Linked DNA regions of Sus scrofa: regions 2 and 3 are each linked to region 1. The links are chromatin contacts, called in public HiChIP or PLAC-seq maps. All regions are on one chromosome and are shown on one strand. The core of a region is the stretch at or near the end of the contact, and the rest is flanking DNA. Distances in the headings are between cores, read along the strand shown. Region 1 overlaps LOC102159120 (a long non-coding RNA gene). Region 2 overlaps LOC102159120 (a long non-coding RNA gene). Region 3 has its middle 87 kb from the start of BTG1.

Region 1 (3,976 bases), core at 1,149-3,648:
TCCATCCATCCATCTACATAGTAAGTACCAGGATAGGTCTTCTATATCCAAAAAGATATCTTTCTCCTTTCAGAAATAACTCTAAGAAACAAATTTGGTGATCCTAACATTTCAGATGAGGAAACCAAGACTCAATGATAATTAATAACTTGCATAGAGGTAAGCAGAGGAGCTAGTATTTCATTCAGATCTGTCTGATTTTTTTTTCTTTCTTTTTTTTTTTTTTTGCTTTTTAAGGCTACAGGTACAGAGGTACAGCATATGGAAGTTCCCAGGCTAGGGACTGAATTGGAGCTACAGCTGCTGGCCTACACCATAGCTCACAGCAACACAGGATCCTTAACTCACTGATAGAGGCCAGGGATCGAACACACATCCTCATGAATACTCGTCAGATTCATTTCTGCTGTGCCACAATAGGAACTCCCAGATCTGTCTGATTTCTATCTCCAGCTTTTAAACAATTATAATTAATACCCTGTTTTGTATATTATGTGTCTCTGAAAATAAGCACAATAATCTAAAGTATGAAAACCAAAGACATATTTGTTTATTTTCAGAGATTAAGATAATTCTTATGATCTTCCTAAGTAAAATCTCTGTTAGAATAATCTTTGGTGACTTACTTTTTTTAAAAAATTGAGTGAATGGTTGATTTGATTTAGTGCAATAACTAGTACGATTTTATCATAATGATTTTATCTCCATTTCAATCATATTGAATTTATAACATTTACAATTCACAATATTATTATTTTTATTTATTCACTTTCATTCATTTAATAAAACAACAGGGACAGGATGTGATTAAAAAAACCTCAGCTCTACAGACAAAGTTCCCAAACTTAAACTGTTGGTGAGTGAAAAAGTACCCCCATTGGAAAATTCAAAATATTTTTTATTTATCAATTGATGTACCTACTTCCAAAAGGGATGTTACTCTATAGTGAATAAAAGTACGATGACCTTTTTTTGAGAGATTAACGTGTGAAAGTTAAGGATTATGTTTGCGTAATACCTCTTTTATTTGTCCTGTTTCCCATCACAAATGACTTTTCAGTCTTTGGTATTTAGTTTGGCCAGCCAGTGGTTCATTACAAAAGTCCTCTAAGAAAAGTTAAAACCAGTTAATGAACAGAAACAAAATGTAGAACATTTTTAAAAACTCCTTGATACCTTTCAAATCATGAGTGTATTTTTGTAACTTGTGTTTCACATGCCATTTTGCGAGAAAACCAATGCTGGCCTTATAAGCATCCTACCACTGTAAACGAGACCCCCTTGGGGGAAATTTATGGCTTCTCACAATACAGTCTCTAATATTTAGGCTCCAACTCTGGAAGGCAATATTATCTCTTTATCCTATGAGACTAGCAGGCTGACCAAACCAAGTCTGAAAAATTTAGATGACGTTTAAAGAAGTCAGACTGTGCTGGGCAGATAACTTTAGTACAAGTCTAAAATAGAATCAGGAACATTGGAGCTGTTCTACTTCTGAACATGGAGACATTCTGCCAAGACATGTGTCATCACTATAATGAGTGCACTGGAGGCTGGGACGAGTGTTGGAAAGTCCCCCAGTGAGGGGGCTGCCAAGAGGTGCTTCTCTGAGACCTTTCCTCCAGGTAACCAGGCTACTATCAAATTTAGCTCATACATGATTCTAAGAAGTAAGAACAGAGAAAATATTCCACACTAGAAAAAATGGTAAGTTTCTCTATAGTCTTGGTTTATTTCCAATAAGTCTTGACTTCTTTTTCCATCCTACCCTTCCTTCCAGAGCTAAAAAGAAGTTCAATTTAGAATAGGGCTTGCCATGAGCACCTACACAAATCCAATAATCGGATGATTATTTCAGCTTGGTTAATTAAGTGGATAAGGTTCAAAACCATGGAATCGAGTCAAATATAACGGGGACTTTATATCCACCACATTTTGTAAGTTCAGAGGAACAACTGGAACAAGTGGATTTTAATATTACAGATGCTCTTTGTCATTGTCTGCAAGTTTATCTGAATGGTACAAACTAAATGGATGAGTTTTTGAAAGAAGCGGGTGTTCAAGTGATACCAAATGACAAAGTGTATTAAATCACCATGTGGTGTGTGGCACCAGCTCCTGGCCCTCATGAGGGAAATAAGCCTGGCCCACATGTGGTGGTCGTTGGCAGAACTCATGTACACATCTCCTTTCTGCTGAAAAAGAACAGACATCTATTGGAAACAAACTGAAAAAGACACATCCTCTTTGATATGTCACTGAAAGGGAAAATTAATGTGATTGTAAGGCAACAGGATGTGGGTGTGTGACTCACAATGTAAGCGGCCCACATGATGCATGTTGACATCAGCGCTGTGGGGACATTTCCTTGGGTTTCACACCAGCAGCCGTTGAACGGGCTCCTTAGAGCAGCCCCACACACGCAGCATCAAGCAAGACTTCGTGGCTCTGTCTCTCCCACGGCCCTGGTGTCCACAGAGTCTTAGGGGAGAGCTGACGTTGCTCAACAACCCTCCCTTCCTCCGTGACCTGCTTCTTCCTCCAACCATTTGCACCGCTGCCATGCTCCAAGCTGCCCGGGAAGAAGAGCGAGGGCTGCGGGAGCCCTGCTCACTATCCAGCTCCCTGAGAGATAAGAGCAGCCGTTTCTTTCCCCATCCTTGTCCCAACCCGCTTTGTAATGATGGGAAGATGTTGCTCCCCAAAATACAGCTGAGGCTAGAAGCCATATGTGTGCTCGCCTCTATCCTGTGGACCTTATCTCTCTCTTCCTGATCGGGTTCTTCTGCGGTACAGGTTGTTCTGCCTCTCGTAATTATTGTTTGTGTACAAACCTTATTCCTCCTCTTTGAAATAGGGAACACGATCTACTCATCTTTTTATTGTCTGCAGCAGCTATAAAAGGCCCTAAAAATAAATGTTTATTAAGTTGAATAAACAGAAGCGTTTGAATAGAAAACAATAGGTACATTAACTAATCAACAATTTACGGAGTGTCACCTATGTTCTAAGCACTGTCCAAATTCTAAGTGTCACGAGTGTGAATACTCTAAATTCTTGCTCTCAATTAAGTCATTTGAGAGAGAGAGAGAGAGATCCCAGGGTGTAGTGGAATACAGAACAGGAAGGAATGTAGTCAGCCTAGGGCAATCAGTCCAGGCTTCTGGCAGAGGATGAGCTGACTTGGGTCCTGAAGGATGGGTGATATTCAAGAGGCAGAAAAAAGGAAACGGGCATTCCAGACAATATGAGCATTCTTTGCAAAGCCACAGTCATGGAAGTACAGTTTTAATTAGGAAACTAAGGACAGTTGAGACTGCAGCATTGAGAGGAACAGGGAAAGAAGGGACAGAGGAGAGGTTATTTACTTTCTATGGCTACATCACAAATGATCACAGACTTGGTGACTTAAAACATCCCATGTTTTTTATGTCAAGGTTTCTGTGGATTAACTGAGTCCTCTGCTCAGGCTGAAATTGCAGAGCTGCTTGGGCCTATGATCTCTTGGAGACTGAGGCGCCTCTTCCAGGCTCACAGAATTGTTGGCTAAATTCATTTCTTTGAGGCTGTATGATCCAGAATTTTTTTTTTTTTTTTTTTCTTGCTAGCTATTGACTGAAGACTACTCTAAGCTCCTGGAGGTCACCCTCAGGTCCTTGCCACATGGGTGGTCCATAGGCTCTGTCACAACATGCCAATTTGTTTCACTTCTGAGGTCACCTGGAGGGCATCCCCGTAACACTTCCCCTGTCTCGTAAAGACCTCACCTGATTAGGTGTGGCCCATCCAGGCTATTCTCTCTTTAAATTAGCTCAGAGTCAAGTGGTACATAACTAGAGATACACCATAATATTCACTATCCCTGCCCCATATTCAAAGGAGGGTATCAGAGCAGGGCATATCTGCAGGGGATTGAAATCTTGTCACTGTTTTAGTATTATTCCTATCACAGAGGAAGCAGCGGGAATAGTGGAGG
Region 2 (4,225 bases), core at 563-3,062, 140 kb before region 1:
CAAAAAAGTAAAGGGTTTATTGCAACTTGGTTTGGAAGTAAGAGCCCTGAAAGAGGAAACCCGAGTTTCACTTCCAGCTCTTATACGAATATTTGGGTGATGTTGAGCAAGTCATTTGCTTTTTCTGGATCTTAGTTTCCTCATCTGTGAAACTATGAGGGGAATAGGACTTAATTTCAAAGGTCCTCTCAACTCCAAAGTTTCATAATTCTCTGAAATAAAATGAGTATTCATACTTCACTGATCCCCACAGTATAAATAGGTAACATTTAGTAGCCATAAGTGTCAGAATGATTTGTTACATCCATCTTTTTTTCTTTTTCTCTTTCTTTCTTTCTTTCTTTCTTTCTTTCTTTCTTTCTCTCTTTCTTTCTCTTTCTCTCTTTCTTTCTCTCTTTCTCTCTCTCTTTCTCTCTCTCTTTCTCTCTCTCTTTCTCTCTCTCTTTCTTTCTTTCTTTCTTTCTTTCTTTCTTTCTCTCTCTCTCTCTCTCTCTCTCTCTCCCTTCCTTCCTTCCTTCCTTCCTTCCTTCCTTCCTTCCTTCCTTCCTTCCTTCTTTCTTTCAGTTTTGGCCACCCCACAGCATATGGAGTTCCCTGGCAAAGGATCAGATCCAAGCCACAGTCAGGACCTAAGCTGCAGCTGCAGCAACACCAGACCCTTAACGCACTGTGCTTGGCCAGGTATCAAACCTGCATCCCATTGCTCCCAAGGTGCCACTGATCCCATTGTGCCACACTGGGAACTCTGAAAGTAGCCTCTCTTATTGGACAAGCCTACATTTAGAAATAATTTTATCTTCATCAACCCAGCAAGCTTTGTGATTTGGGATTTATGAGTAACTTTTCAGTTATTATAGTCAAAAGTTCAATTACACTTCTTTCCTAAAATGTGCTTATCATATAATAATTTTTTAAAAAATTGATTATTTTCTTTCAAAGGAATATAATAGTTTACATTCATCTATGTATTTCTGTGATTATTTAATTATCTGCTTTCATATCAGGCTATAAGGTCCATGAGGGCAGATATCATTTTTGTTTCGTTTACAGTTGAATCCTAGGGTTTAGTATAATGCTTGGCACCTCGTGTGTGTTCACCTAAGGAGGAAGTGTAGTTGTATAGGCTGACCAGGATGGTTATACCCGATGCTGTTATCTTTGTGTCATTCAAGAACTTTCCAGAAGAAATTATGAGACCCCCCACTAGAGTCTTTCTGAGTTCTCTGTATTATATTGTTGATAGGGAGGCATCTTCTCAGTTAGTGGTTTTCTCTTTCTGGAGGCAAATAGAAATGGTCTTGATCTGGCTGATGGATTTCCTGCAGCCACTAGGTATTAGACAGTGTTTAGATGCTATCTTTTTTTTTTTTTTTCTTTTTTGTCCTTTTGTCTTTTCAGGGCCACGTTTGCCGCATATGGAGGTTCCCAGGCTAGGGGTTCAATTGGAGCTGTAGCTGCCGGCCTGCACCACAGCCACAGCCACGCCAGATCCGAGCCACATCTGCCAGCCATCTACACCACAGTTCACGGCAACACCGGATCCTTAACCCACTGAGCGAGGCCAGGGGTTGAACCCGCAACCTCATGGTTCCTAGTCGGATTCATTTCCTCTGCGCCATGACAGGAACTCCTGTTTTTGCTGTTTGTTATTTCTGGAGAAAGGCTGTTTGTATACCAGGTTTAAACATCTAATTGATGGTGCATCCTCCTCTACTTCCCCACAAACTTTTATGACCCTTCCTATAGATCCTTAATTTCAATTTGCCAAAGTACTTGGTTAAGCATTCTGACTCATCGTCCTCCCCAAGGACGCGGTGACTCACACCAGCCAGCCAGAGAGACCAGAGTCAGGACAACACCCGCAGATGCAGGATGTGCCCCCTGAGGACACAGTGGCAAGACGAGCCGGTGGGGACAGAGCTTCTCGCTGATTTTATGTCCAAGCAATGTCACAGCTCAGTTAGATCAGGAATTCTGAGCATTTTTATAATATGTCTTCATAAATCGTAACTGTAGCAGACGGAGCTTGGGTACTACATGGAAAGCAATGCCATCATATTGTTTGAAGAATTTTGCAAGGATAAAAAAGGTTCAGTAGGGTTAAAAGAAAAATCATCTCAATTCTCTTTCTTTCTTATTTCCTCACTCCTTTCCTTTTTCATTTGTTCGTTTGTTCCTCCCTCCCTTTCGTTTCATAGGCAAGCCATTTTCTAGAGGGAAATTCTTGAATCTTAGAGTCAGGCAGTTACTATTTAGCGTCTTGATGTTGCCATTTTCAATCAAGTCACTTTAACCCTTTCTGAGGCTCAGTTTCCTCAACAGGCGGATCATAAATACTCACATCACAGGGTTTAGGGAAACTTAAGTAATACAATAATATCAGGTACTATTTATTAAACATCAATATATGCATTATCTAATTTAATACTAACAATAACTTTGCAAATAAAATGTCTGGTACATGGTAGGTGGCATATAAATAACCAGGTAGTGGAAATATTGTGTGATTTCTATACGATGTTTTTTAAGTAAATGCTTACTTTATTATTTATTAGGTGCCATTTTCATGTCCTTAGGCTCCGCTGTCCCTGCCACCAAAGTAAAACTGATTATTCATTTGTTCAAAAGGGGTTCTTTGAGCATCTGCTGTATACCAGGTATGGCATGTGTTACTTGGGGGAAAATAGGGAGCAGGGAACAAGACACAGTCCCTAACTTCACAGGGGTTATAACTGAGCAGAGGTTCTAGATAAATAAAAAGACAGTTGTAACCAAGAGCGATGATCTTGACAGTAGGAAATACAAAGCAGATGTCTCAGGAGAGACCCTCTAATCCCAGTTCAGGGGTTCAGTGAGAGCTCCTTGGAGGACATTACGTCTACGCTGGGACTTGAGCGGACAATAAAATGGGGATTCCAGCCTGCAGTGCACTCCAGGGAACTCTCGATTCAGAGGCACCAAGTGGAGACGCACTGTGACGTATGAGAGACACCAGAAGCAGTTCCTTCTGGAGTTTGAGGGGCTGCATGGTGAGAGCTGCAGCTGGGTAGGCCGGGCTGCTAGGTCATAGACAGGCCTGGGGCCCATCCAGCAGACACCGTCTCATCTCTGGCTGCCTTCAAGCTGTTCCTGAGTCCTCAGTTCCTCTCCTCCTCAGCGGGGCTCTGGAACGAGGGCCAGCTGTCCCACTGCCTGCAGACTCCTGGTCCGAGGGGGCATACAGATAGGGTGCTGACCCCTTATTCTCATGTAATCTTTTAAGCTGTGTTCTTGGTCCTGAAGAAGAAAGGCTTATCTTCCTAGTAACGTGTCAAGACATCCTTGCTCAGTTGGCTATCTCTCAATATCAGCCCTCCCCAAATGGAGGGGTATTGGGCTGTGGGGCCAGGAGACTCTTATCAAAGGCTCTTCTGGCCAGGACCTTGCATTCTGGGGCCCTTTTAACAGCTCAGGAATCTGAAGCCAGGCTGATGAGAGTCAGCTCTCACTTTACTTGGCCTCTCTGAATCTAAGCACCTTCTGGAAAACCCGAGCAATCAGGATCTGGGACACGGCCACCTAATGACCATTTTACTTTTCCTGGGACTGGGGAGAGAAATGATAATCAGATCAATAAGCTGTGTGGACTGACTCATTGATTGACTCACAGATAGTTTATCTTTCAGCTTGTGCTGCAGAAAGTTCTCCCTCAGTAGCTAGGCTGCCAGACTGCTGAGAAGAAACTGAGGGGTGCTCAGGGTCCAGAGAGAAGAAGACAGGCAGCCAGCGCTCAACGCTGTCTTTTTTTATGCACAAGTCAGATGCGTATGAAGTCTGTGTAAAGGTGACTCTATACCTCACATCCAGACCTTTGGAAAACGGCTGGTAGTAATTACTGTCCTGGGACAGCAGCAATAAACTAGGACTGTTGCAGGCAGCCCCAGATGTAGGGTTGCCCTAGCCATGAGCTCCCTGGTGGTCTGCCATTGCTTCCAGTTCGAGGTGTCTATAATTGGGGGGAACACAGGGCCAAGTCACTTCTGGGTCTCTTATGGCATCATTTTTTTATGCTCCCAAAGGCAATTTTTGGAACATTCCGCCTTCTATGAAATCCTCATGTTTCTGAAAGGTCATTCTTAGCCCTTTTAATATAAGATGGTTGATTTCTACTCCGAGCAAAGGAATGGGGTGGTAAAATGGAAAATCTGAAGGGAGAGATAATCCTGAAAAGGAAAACTTGAGCTGG
Region 3 (4,024 bases), core at 1,221-3,720, 170 kb before region 1:
TGGATTCTTAACCCTCTGAGCAAGGCCAGGGATCGGACCCGAAACCTTATGGTTCCTACTCGGATTCCCTAACCACTGAGCCACAGTGGGAACTCCAGGAGTGGGGACATTTAAAGTCTGGCCTTTATCCAAATGTGACTGAGTTGCCTGAAGCAACTGTTTAGGAGTTCGCTTGTGGCACCGCTTGTGGGTTAAGGATCCAGTGTTGTCCCTGCAGCAGCACAGGTCACTGCTATGGCGTGGGTTCGATCCCTGGTTGGGGAATTCTGCATGCAGCAGTCATGGCCAAAAATAAATAAATAAATAAAGTGACTGTTTACTTTCTATGATCAATCTGAGATAACAAGACTGGACTAAATTTTACTTTCCCCCCACCCCTGCTTGCAAGAGCACAGGGTCTCCTGAGGAAGAACAGAGGAGCTGTAGCCTAAATAAAGAGCAGTTTTGGCACAAATGTTCTCTGCATAGCTGAGTATTGCGTTTAGCAGTTTTATGACCCACTATGTGAGTACTTAACTACAATACAACGTGGAAAGTGATAAACACAGCGTACATAAGTGCTCTGGGAATTCAGAGGAATTATTTCAGCTAATTCAGGAAAGGCTTTGTGGAGTAGATAGAATTAGAATTGTTTCTCTCTCCAACATTTGATTTTGAAAAATTTAAAACAGGCAGAAAAAGGGAAGAGTTATACAGTGAATGCCCATATACCCTTCAGTGAAATTCAACGTTTAGTAATATCTTGGTATATTTGCTTTCCCCCATGTGTTAAAAATATGTACATATATACATATACATATTATATATTTTTCAGAAGCATTTGAGAGTAAGTTACAGATATCATGGCACTTGATTCTTGAATCATGTGCCTCCCTTGAGAACGAGGAACCACAACAGCATTGTAGCTAAAGAAAATGAAGAATCATGGCTGAGCTGGATTTTGGAGACAAGGTAGAGTTTGGGTTTGGAAGGACCAGTGGTAGGTCCTCTTGGGCAGAGGGCTCAGGGTGAGTCCAAGCCTAGATGTAGTGACCTATTTTCATGCCTTTATCTGACAGGAAATGTCTCCTAGACCAGAAAGCCAAAGTGATTTGCAAAAGACCACAAAGGTAGTTTGGAATGGAGCTGGGAACCAGCAGCAGCATTTCCTGCTCCCTTTTCCACTGCTCACCACCACACTCCTCTTCCTGGCACAGTGCTAAAATTAGAACACGACACTCTTGGTTCCTACACAGGGCTACCTTTAAATCAGTCTCAGTTAAAAAAGCTTTTTGGATGGCACCTTTCTGTGTGGGTTTCCAAGATGTTGCCAACCCAAATCCTGCCAGTTCTCCTGGAAGATCCAGGTTTAAACAGGTGGAGAAATAGAAATAGCAATGACTAACTTCACAAGAAATCGTGGAAAAAGCCAGAAGTAATGTCCCAGCTTCCCGGAAGAAAGCAATGCTGTCCTCTGTGCTGGCCTCAGCTCTGCGCTAACCCCCTGGCGTTGATGGCCCAGGGCACCCGGCCTCTCCTCCGCTTCTCACAGCCAAAGAGGATCCAGTAGACACAGGAAGGTGGCTGGGCTGTGAATCCAGACTCTTGAGTACTGCCCTGCCTCTGCCTCTGCCTCTGCCTCTGATGACTTGGCACAGTGGATCTCAATCAAGGGTGCCTTTGTCCCCCAGTGAATGGTTGGCTCTGGCTGGAGACATTTTTGGTTGATGCAGCGGCAGGGCTGTTGGTGGCATCTGGTTGATAATGGCCAGGGATGCTCCTAACTGTCCCACAGGGCCTAGGACAGCCCCCAACAACAAAGGATTACGTGGTCCAACATGTCAGGCGTGCTGAGGTTAAGATGCCGCCTTGGACAAGGCGGTACTTCACTCCTTCATGTGCTCACTTGGAAATGGGGGCAGCTGAGCTGGCCTGGTGGTTTTCCATCTTGATGGTACTGAAGAATCCCCTAAGATGCTTATGAAAAAAGGCAGGTTTCTGGTCTCATCTTCAGGGACGCCATGGTCGGTCCACAGGGCACACCTTGAGAAGTGCCGTTCTGGATGGTTTCTAAGATCTTTCTCTGTCCTCCGGTTTTCCATTTCTAAAGATGCAGATGAGCAGCAAATGTAGATAAGAGCTCCTGCCTGAGCACTAGGTGAATACAGTGGCGTGAAATGATGAGCCTCCTCAAAACCCTCCTCACACACGCATGTACCTCCGCTCCCACAGTCCCGCAGAGGGGTCAGTGTGTATGTGGTGAGGCTGGAGAACAGCCCATCTCTCCAGCTTGGTGGAATTTCCAGGCAGGGGGACTGCCTTTCACTTCCTCCCAGGTGCCGTGCTTTCTCCTGCCTTTGGCTCTTTCCCATTTGCTGAGCTCTGTCTGCCTCTTCCCCCTTCTACTCCAACGCATGGGCTTTGGCTAGACTTACTCATCCTTCAGGTCACAAGCTCGCCGTCACTTCCTCAGGGAAACCCCCATCACTTCCCACCATCGTTCTCATTGCACATCCTGCGGTTGCTTCTATTTAAACAGATCCGTCAGCCCTGCTAGACTGTAAGCTTTGCCACGGTTCGTTCAGCACTGTCCTTCGAAGGTGCTGCTAATTGCCAGCCCCACACAGTGCCTGACATTTTAGAAGGGCTCAGCGAATGTCTGTTGAATGATGAAATGATTGATTGACTGACTGATAGGAGGAGATAAATAAAGACGAATGGGATAGTGATTACAAACAGAGGATACGTAACTTATGAGATCCACCTTGTACGGAAACTCGGCTTGGCCTGGTTAGGGAGCAGGTGTCATTGAGTGGAGCCATGTAACGTACTCGCTCTAACTGGACCTTCTCATCTTTCCTCTGTGGTGCCACCTCATTTGTATGAAAATCTTTTATGTTTGTTTGTTTGTTTGTTTGTTTGTTTTTTAGGGCAGCACCTGCGGCATATGGAAGTTCCCGGGCTAGGGCTCAAATAGGAGCTGCAGCCGCTGGCCTACGCCACAACCACCGTAACCCGGGATCCTAGCCTTGTATGTAGCCTATACCTCAGCTCATGGCAACACCAGATCCTTAACCAATTGAGCAAGGCCAGGGATCGAACCCACATCCTCATGGATACTAGTCAGATTCATTTTTATTGTGCCACCATGGGAACGCCCTGAAAATCTTTCTTTGTTAGGAATCTCTGGTGGCTTTCCATTGCACGTGCAGTAAGGTTGGAAAACCTCAGCATGGAATATGGGCCATGAAAGGCTGGCCCCTACCTTGCCTCTTCCACCACCTCTCCATCCATCCCTGTGCACACTCTGCTTCAGTCAAAGCAAATGCTTCATCCTCTCTGAAATACACACGCAACTCCCATCCTGCCACCTAGCCAACTCTTACTCATATTTTAAGACGCAGGTTAAATGTCACCTCCCCTGCAAAGACTGTTTCAAATCCCCCAATGCTAGACAGCTCAGCATTTTGGGCTCCAATAAGGCTGTGTCTTTATGTAGCCCTTAGAGCATAAGTATTTGTTTATGTGTGTCACTCTCACTAAGAGATGAGCAGCTCTGGGTGGGGGCTATGTGTAACTTACTCATCTTTTATTTTCTATTCCAGTGCTTAGTCAAAGGGAAGTTCTATGAATCCTTGTTGAATGAAAGAAAGAAAGAAAGAAAGGGCGGGTAGAAACAAAGCCAGAATATGACAGTGGATGCAATTTCTAATTTGTTCTTTGTTTTATTTATTTATAGATTTTTTTTTTTTTTTTCCCCACAGCATAGGGAAGTTCCCAGGCTAGGGGGCTAGGGGTTGAATTGGAGCTGCAGCTGCCAGCCTGTGCCACAGCCACAGCCACGCCAGAGCTGAGCTGTGTCCACCACGACCTCCACCACAGCTCACAGCAACACTGGATCCGTAATCCACTACTGAGGCCAGGGATCAAACCTGCATCCTCATGGACACTAGTCAGTTCACTACTGCTGAGCCACAATGGGAACTCCTGTTCTTTGTTTTAAAGTATTTTATTTTCTTGAGTGACTACCTGGGGATGGGAAGAG

Evidence for each region. HiChIP or PLAC-seq counts read pairs in DNA pulled down with a chosen protein or histone mark.
Region 2: a contact with region 1 is called in an H3K27ac HiChIP or PLAC-seq map of alveolar macrophages. The contact joins two enhancer-like sites. A contact is called at or near these places in 1 of 47 Hi-C or Micro-C datasets (liver) and 2 of 2 datasets of contacts at active chromatin or transcription factors (alveolar macrophages and skeletal muscle).
Region 3: an H3K27ac HiChIP or PLAC-seq map of alveolar macrophages shows a contact between it and region 1. The contact joins two enhancer-like sites. A contact is called at or near these places in 2 of 2 datasets of contacts at active chromatin or transcription factors (alveolar macrophages and skeletal muscle).

Annotation. Positions count from the first base shown.
Region 1 is chr5:91,070,528-91,074,503 of Sscrofa11.1, forward strand. The region is part of intron 3 of LOC102159120 (a long non-coding RNA gene); the gene reads left to right. Among named protein-coding and RNA genes, the nearest start is that of BTG1, 260 kb to the left of the region's middle. Within about 2 kb of position 2,399, at least 38 of the 83 cell types and tissues checked have an H3K27ac peak or open chromatin away from gene starts, as enhancers often do. A contact at or near this core is called in alveolar macrophages and skeletal muscle, where this site is marked.
Region 2 is chr5:90,933,524-90,937,748 of Sscrofa11.1, forward strand. The region is part of intron 1 of LOC102159120 (a long non-coding RNA gene); the gene reads left to right. Among named protein-coding and RNA genes, the nearest start is that of BTG1, 120 kb to the left of the region's middle. Within about 2 kb of position 1,813, at least 7 of the 83 cell types and tissues checked have an H3K27ac peak or open chromatin away from gene starts, as enhancers often do. A contact at or near this core is called in alveolar macrophages, where this site is marked.
Region 3 is chr5:90,900,506-90,904,529 of Sscrofa11.1, forward strand. No RefSeq gene overlaps it. Among named protein-coding and RNA genes, the nearest start is that of BTG1, 87 kb to the left of the region's middle. Within about 2 kb of position 2,471, at least 19 of the 83 cell types and tissues checked have an H3K27ac peak or open chromatin away from gene starts, as enhancers often do. A contact at or near this core is called in alveolar macrophages and skeletal muscle, where this site is marked.